Regions from separate parts of the Sus scrofa genome. Here region 2 is linked to region 1. Evidence: chromatin contacts called from public HiChIP or PLAC-seq data. All regions are on one chromosome and are shown on one strand. Each heading gives the region's core, a stretch centred on a gene start, on an enhancer-like site or on the middle of the called end of the contact. The rest is flanking DNA. Distances are from core to core; before and after follow the strand shown.

What was found. HiChIP or PLAC-seq counts read pairs in DNA pulled down with a chosen protein or histone mark.
Region 2: an H3K27ac HiChIP or PLAC-seq map of skeletal muscle shows a contact between it and region 1. The contact joins two enhancer-like sites. A contact is called at or near these places in 7 of 47 Hi-C or Micro-C datasets (embryonic fibroblasts, epiblast stem cells, liver and 1 more) and 1 of 2 datasets of contacts at active chromatin or transcription factors (skeletal muscle).

What each region holds. Positions count from the first base shown.
Region 1 is chr9:52,534,081-52,536,780 of Sscrofa11.1, forward strand. All of the region lies in intron 5 of PKNOX2 (homeobox protein PKNOX2), which reads left to right. Among named protein-coding and RNA genes, the nearest start is that of FEZ1, 140 kb to the right of the region's middle. Within about 2 kb of position 1,326, at least 4 of the 83 cell types and tissues checked have an H3K27ac peak or open chromatin away from gene starts, as enhancers often do. A contact at or near this core is called in skeletal muscle, where this site is marked.
Region 2 is chr9:52,599,934-52,602,633 of Sscrofa11.1, forward strand. The region is part of intron 11 of PKNOX2 (homeobox protein PKNOX2); the gene reads left to right. Among named protein-coding and RNA genes, the nearest start is that of FEZ1, 71 kb to the right of the region's middle. Within about 2 kb of position 1,303, at least 2 of the 83 cell types and tissues checked have an H3K27ac peak or open chromatin away from gene starts, as enhancers often do. A contact at or near this core is called in skeletal muscle, where this site is marked.

The DNA.
Region 1 (2,700 bases), core at 76-2,575:
GAACAATTGATATGCAGGTAGCGAGGCACTTATGTAACATGACTTATGATGGGTGATATGGAAAGGGTTTTGGCAATTCACCCAGGATGCTGCCACATTATTGACCAGAGGGAGGCAAGACAGGCAAAGTCAGGACTCCCAGTACAGGACCAGTGTGGGAAGCTAACTTCAGAAGGAAGTCACACATTTGCTTGGGACTCTCCACTCCCTCCCTCCTCCCACAACCCTCAGAGCCAGGTGAATGGCGTCCAGGACCGCAGGACACTATGCCAGGAGATGTGGGGTCAAGATGATGCTGTCCCATGAATCCCACACCCAGAAGGCTAAGGCTGGGCCAGCCGGGTTGGGGAGGGCATCTCTCTTGCCCCCTGAGCACCTTCTTTCCCTCCCTATCCCAGCATCCTTCCCCCTCTGGGTGGAACCAGGGAAGCAGACATCTGGGGAAGCTGGACAGGCTTTGATCAGTTGTTAGGATCCTTAGGCTGATTTCATTAACTGGAGGTGGAGGGGGCATGGCCAGGCCCGTACTATGAATGCCCACTCCCCCTTCCAGGCCATGCAGCTGGGATGGCAGAAGCGGGTTCAGATGTTTTCACACTTTCCATTCCTCTCATCCCTTTAAGGGCTGGAGCCCCCTGCCTTGCAGGGCCTTCTGCTCAGCTGCCGGTCAGACACATTTGCTCTGCCGCAAATAGAGTTAATTCCACCGCTTTGAAAGTCCCCCTAAGCCTTTTCTGTGGCTGTGATTGACGGCCCCCTCTGCCCCTGGGGCCAACACCCAGGGACCATATGGGTGACCTGCCTTCTCTCACTTTGACTCATCAAAACCCACTCCTCTCTTTCTTTTTTTTTTTTATTTTCTGCTGGGCCTTTCTTCTCTTTGTGCATGGTGACCTCTCTCCCCGGCCTGCTTGGGCCACCCATGTCTTTAAACTGGACGTGTCCCTGAACTCCAACTCACTCGGACCTGGATTCTTGGTTGTAGCAAAGGGTAAAAGAGCCTTCGGGTCTGACTGTGGGACCTTTATGCCTCACTTAGGTGATGCTGAACCATCAACTGGACTTTGCTAGAAGAAATACTTACTCTTGTGGCCCTGCCTAGGGTTTTTATTTGATGAACCTACCTGAAATCTTATATTTACCAAGAACACAGACATGTTATTGTCTATCCCTTGGCCTCCAAGAAGGATGAGTGCTCTAAACAGCTACAAAAATAGTTAATGGCCCAAGCAGCCAAAGCTTAAAATAAATCAGGGAACAGGTGATCCGTCAGCAGCGGGCCTGAGGCACTGGAACCCTTTGGCCCCCCCTTTCCGGTCGATCTTCTAGGAGCTCCAATGACTGCGTGGCTTGCGGGAGGGGGATGGGTGAGCCCAGCAGGCAGTGCGGGTTGTCCTTGGAGTTTGAGGAGGAGGAAGAGTGGGGTGATCCAACTCAGTGGGGTAGAAGTTCAGAAATCCTTGGCCTGTCCCACTCTGCAGCTGATGAAATCTACAAATTTGGGCAAGTAGTTGCAGTACTATTTCTTACATTCACTCAACCATATAATAAATACCAAGTGCTTTCTGTGGGTCTTGCAGACACTTGTACTACAGGCCAGGGGTACAAAGTGAATATTTCCCACCCTAATGGAACTTATATTCCATTCTGGGCCTTTCTCCGTTGGTAAAATAGGAATGACTTCTTCCCTCCCTGCCTCTCGGGGCTGTTGAGAGTGTGGGCATGAACAGTACAATGGTGTTTTCCAGCTTTCTTTCACCCATGACCCTAACATTGATTTTTCACTCTATCTTCTGTACGTCTCTGGTAGCCAAGATTGGATTGAACTTTAATTACTCCCCTTTTTATTGAGAACACAATAGGCATATCAAATATGTGTTTCTAGCTATAAACATCCCCCTCCCGACCCAACACAAACACACACACCCTAAAGGACTGTTATACAGAGAGGGGTCCTCCAGAGATGGACTGAAAGATGGGGAGCAGACAGTGCCCAGGAAAGTACACCAAGCTGGGATGTGAAGGGCTCAGATCCCAGTCTACACCCCCACCCTGGCAGGGCAGGCAGGGCCAGTGGACATTTTCAAGCCTCATTTTGTAAACCAAACCCTTTTAAATTAATTAATTGATTAAGACTCCCATTTTACACTAAGTAACTTTCCCAAAGTGTGTTCTGCCTGGTCCTTCCTGGAATCAGAATGTAGGTGGCCCAGGCCTGCTGGTCCAGGAGCCTCTTTGAGCTGAATGGGTCCTCCCTGGCCCTGCCACCAGCCCTTCCTCCCCCTGGGCCAACTGGCTTGGGAGATATTTGGAGGAGCCATGGTTGACTCCTCTGCATTTTGGATCAGTGAGCCTTTTAACACATCACTCTTTCATTTCCTCATTGTCAGTCATTCAGTCATTTAACAAACACACTGGGAGCCTACTGGAGCTAGACATGGTGCTGGGAGCTGGGAGCCCAGTCCACTCAGGGAGATAGACAAATGAGGGCCCTGACGTGTTACAGGTGATAAGGTTCGATGTACCTGCAGATGCGGCAGGGGTCAAAGCTACCTGGGACAGGGGGTGGTGGAGAATTGGGAACGGCTTCCCTGAAGAGGTGATGTTCCCTCTAACTGAGTCCTGAAAGATGGGTAAGTTTACACGTGGTTAGGAGGGAGGCAGGGTGTGGAAGTGTGGACACATCCTGCTGAGGCAGCC
Region 2 (2,700 bases), core at 53-2,552, 66 kb after region 1:
TCTGTGATAATACACAAAGCCGTGCATTTTAGTTCTTTGTGCTTTTCTCTGTATGCACAATTTTAAGTGGGGGAGGGGAATGGAAAAGAGAGGAATGGAAGAGCAAGGGCAGCTATAGCAGGAGACAGGGGTTCCTGGGGTGACTCCTGTGCCCCTCTCTATCCTAAACCACTCCTTTCTTCCTCTTTAGCATCTCCAAAGTCAGGTATGCCCTGCCACTGAGGGCATCTTAGATGTGATGAGATGTGACTGTTTCAAGGCTTCTCGCCATCCAGGCTGCCTTCCTCTGGCTGGTCTCTGTCCCCACCCCCCAGGTAGCCCCATGCTAAGAAGCCAGCAGACCACGTGACCACCATCGGTCAGGAGGCTGTGCTGACCCCAGTGCAGTGCTGGTCACAGTGGAAAAGTGAGAAAAGAAAGCCGGCTCCGAGCCCTGCTCCACAGGCAGCTCCAACTCATACCTGCAGGCTGCTGCCTCCTGCTTGTTGCTGCATGGGCTAGGAGGTGGGTGGACCATCTCAGGGTGGGCTTTGCATGAAAGAAGTGGCCAGGGGCCCATGAACCAGCCGGTTCAAGCTGCTTTCAAACCCGGGACCCTGCAAGGAACCCACTCTTCAGATGGAAAGATGCCTTCAGCTTCACTTTAACCCAGATGAAAGTTGAGTCATGGGGCCAAAGGGGGGTGTCAGGGAAAGAAGTTAGATGTCAGAGGAGCTTCCTGAGGACAACTGTGGTGCCATGAAACACCTACTCAGAATAAACACTTCCCTTCCCTGGAGACTGAAGTGTCAATGTCGTGGTGTCTGGGAGGCTATGCTGTGCAGAGTTGGTACAGCACATGTGCTTTGCCTGCGTCATCTCATTCAATCGTCCCTGAAGCCAAGGAGTAGGCACCATCTTGTTATTTCCGTGTTAGGCCAAGGAAGCGAAGGATGGCAGACCTAAAACAATAAATTGCCAAAGTCATACAGCAGGTGAAGTGGTGGGTGCAGGACTTGACCTCTCCTAAGGCCGTGCTCTTAACCACAAGCAGCACTGCCTGGTCCAATGAGGCCCCACGCTGGCCCTGAGAGGGATCTGCAGCGTTCTGGTCTATTCTGTATCTGTCCTAGAGGGCTGCTCGCTATGCCCTTCCCTCCCGATTCTAGAGGAGTTCCTCCAAATAGTGATCAGAGAGCAGGCATCAGGGCTTGATGGCTTTCCACTGTCTCACTGGATTCCCCTCCCCGCCCTTAGCCCCAAGCCTTTCCAATTGTGCTAAAAGTAGCGCTGACCGAACCGACAGCCATCCAGCAGCCAGGACTATTTTGACTCTGTCCTCAGGAATCATCTGGTCTGAGCCGTGTACAAGCTGGACTGCTCCCATGAGCACTCAGATGTGGTGCCAGGAACGTTCTGGCCACCACACCTGTCCCCAAAGGCTGCCACTCACCCCACCACGTGCCTCCTGAGAGGCTGGTCCCAGGAGGGGCAGGTGGTGGGACTTGCACCACAGGAGGATAGTGGTCTGTGTTCTTATTCATAAGAGACCAGCCCATTTCAGGGACACTGTCCATCATCCCTCTCCATTAAATGGGAGCACATTAACCTATGGATTTATGACATCCAGTGGTGGGAGAGATTTGCATCTGACTGGCTTGAACATAAGTCCTAGTGCGAGGCTCCTGCCAGGCAGGCCCAGGCCCTCCTCTACTAAGATGGCTTGACCCATTCTTCAAAGTCCAGCTGATGTCCCACCTCCCTAGGGAAGTCTCCCCTGACCTCCCTTGCCACCCCATGGGCACTCACACACTATGTTTTACTAGTGCTTTTGGCTTTTGCCTGCAGCCTTTCCCTCTAAGCCGTGAGCTCCTAAGGGCAGGTCTTTCACTTGCCGGCCCGAAGGATGTAGCAGCTTCCCGGCATCTGTGGGTGATGACGGGCACATTTGGCAAGGCCGGCCTAGCTCTCACAGGAGACAAGTCAGCCAGCTCCTTCTCATGCTGCTCCACTCATCTGTTTCATACACGAATGCAGAATACTACTCTGCCTCTTACTAATTGAGACACTGGAGATACAAGGCCTACTAAGATGGGGTCCCTGACTGAGAGCAACTCCCAGGATAGTGGGAGACATGGATAACTATAGAGAGGGCTAAAGGTAATTATTCAAATGCCCCAGTGACCAGCTTTGCCCTGGGAGTGGGAAAAGGCCTCACAGAGGACTTGATCTCTGATAGGTCTTTGCAGAAGCTCAGAAACACAAGCAGTGAAAAAGTGGGAGAAAGAGCATTCCAGAGGAGGGAACCGCATGTGCAAAGGGATGAAGGCACGAAGGCACAAAGAGCCTTAGGAGGGCCCGGGAAGGCCAACAAGTGGCCATATTTTTTACTGTGTTCTCAGACCAGCTCATCATGAAGAGAAGCCCAAGGAGATGGCGAGTCCGTGGAGCACGGGGCTTGAGGGGGTAGTGCTTGGCCACCACCCTCCCCTGAATGTGCCAGAACACACCGAGCCCCTCTTCTTCTGTCCCTGAGGCCTGCAGTCTCTCCTCCCCACCTCTCTCTGTTCCTTCCCAGTTAGGATGAAATTGGCTCCTGTGACACTGATATGCTTGCCTTCTTGTTAGAATCTTAATATTATATGGATCCCAAGTCCTGGCTACCTTGGTGTGGTGGTCAGGGTCAGAGGTGTGAATTAAAACAGCACATGATCCTGATTG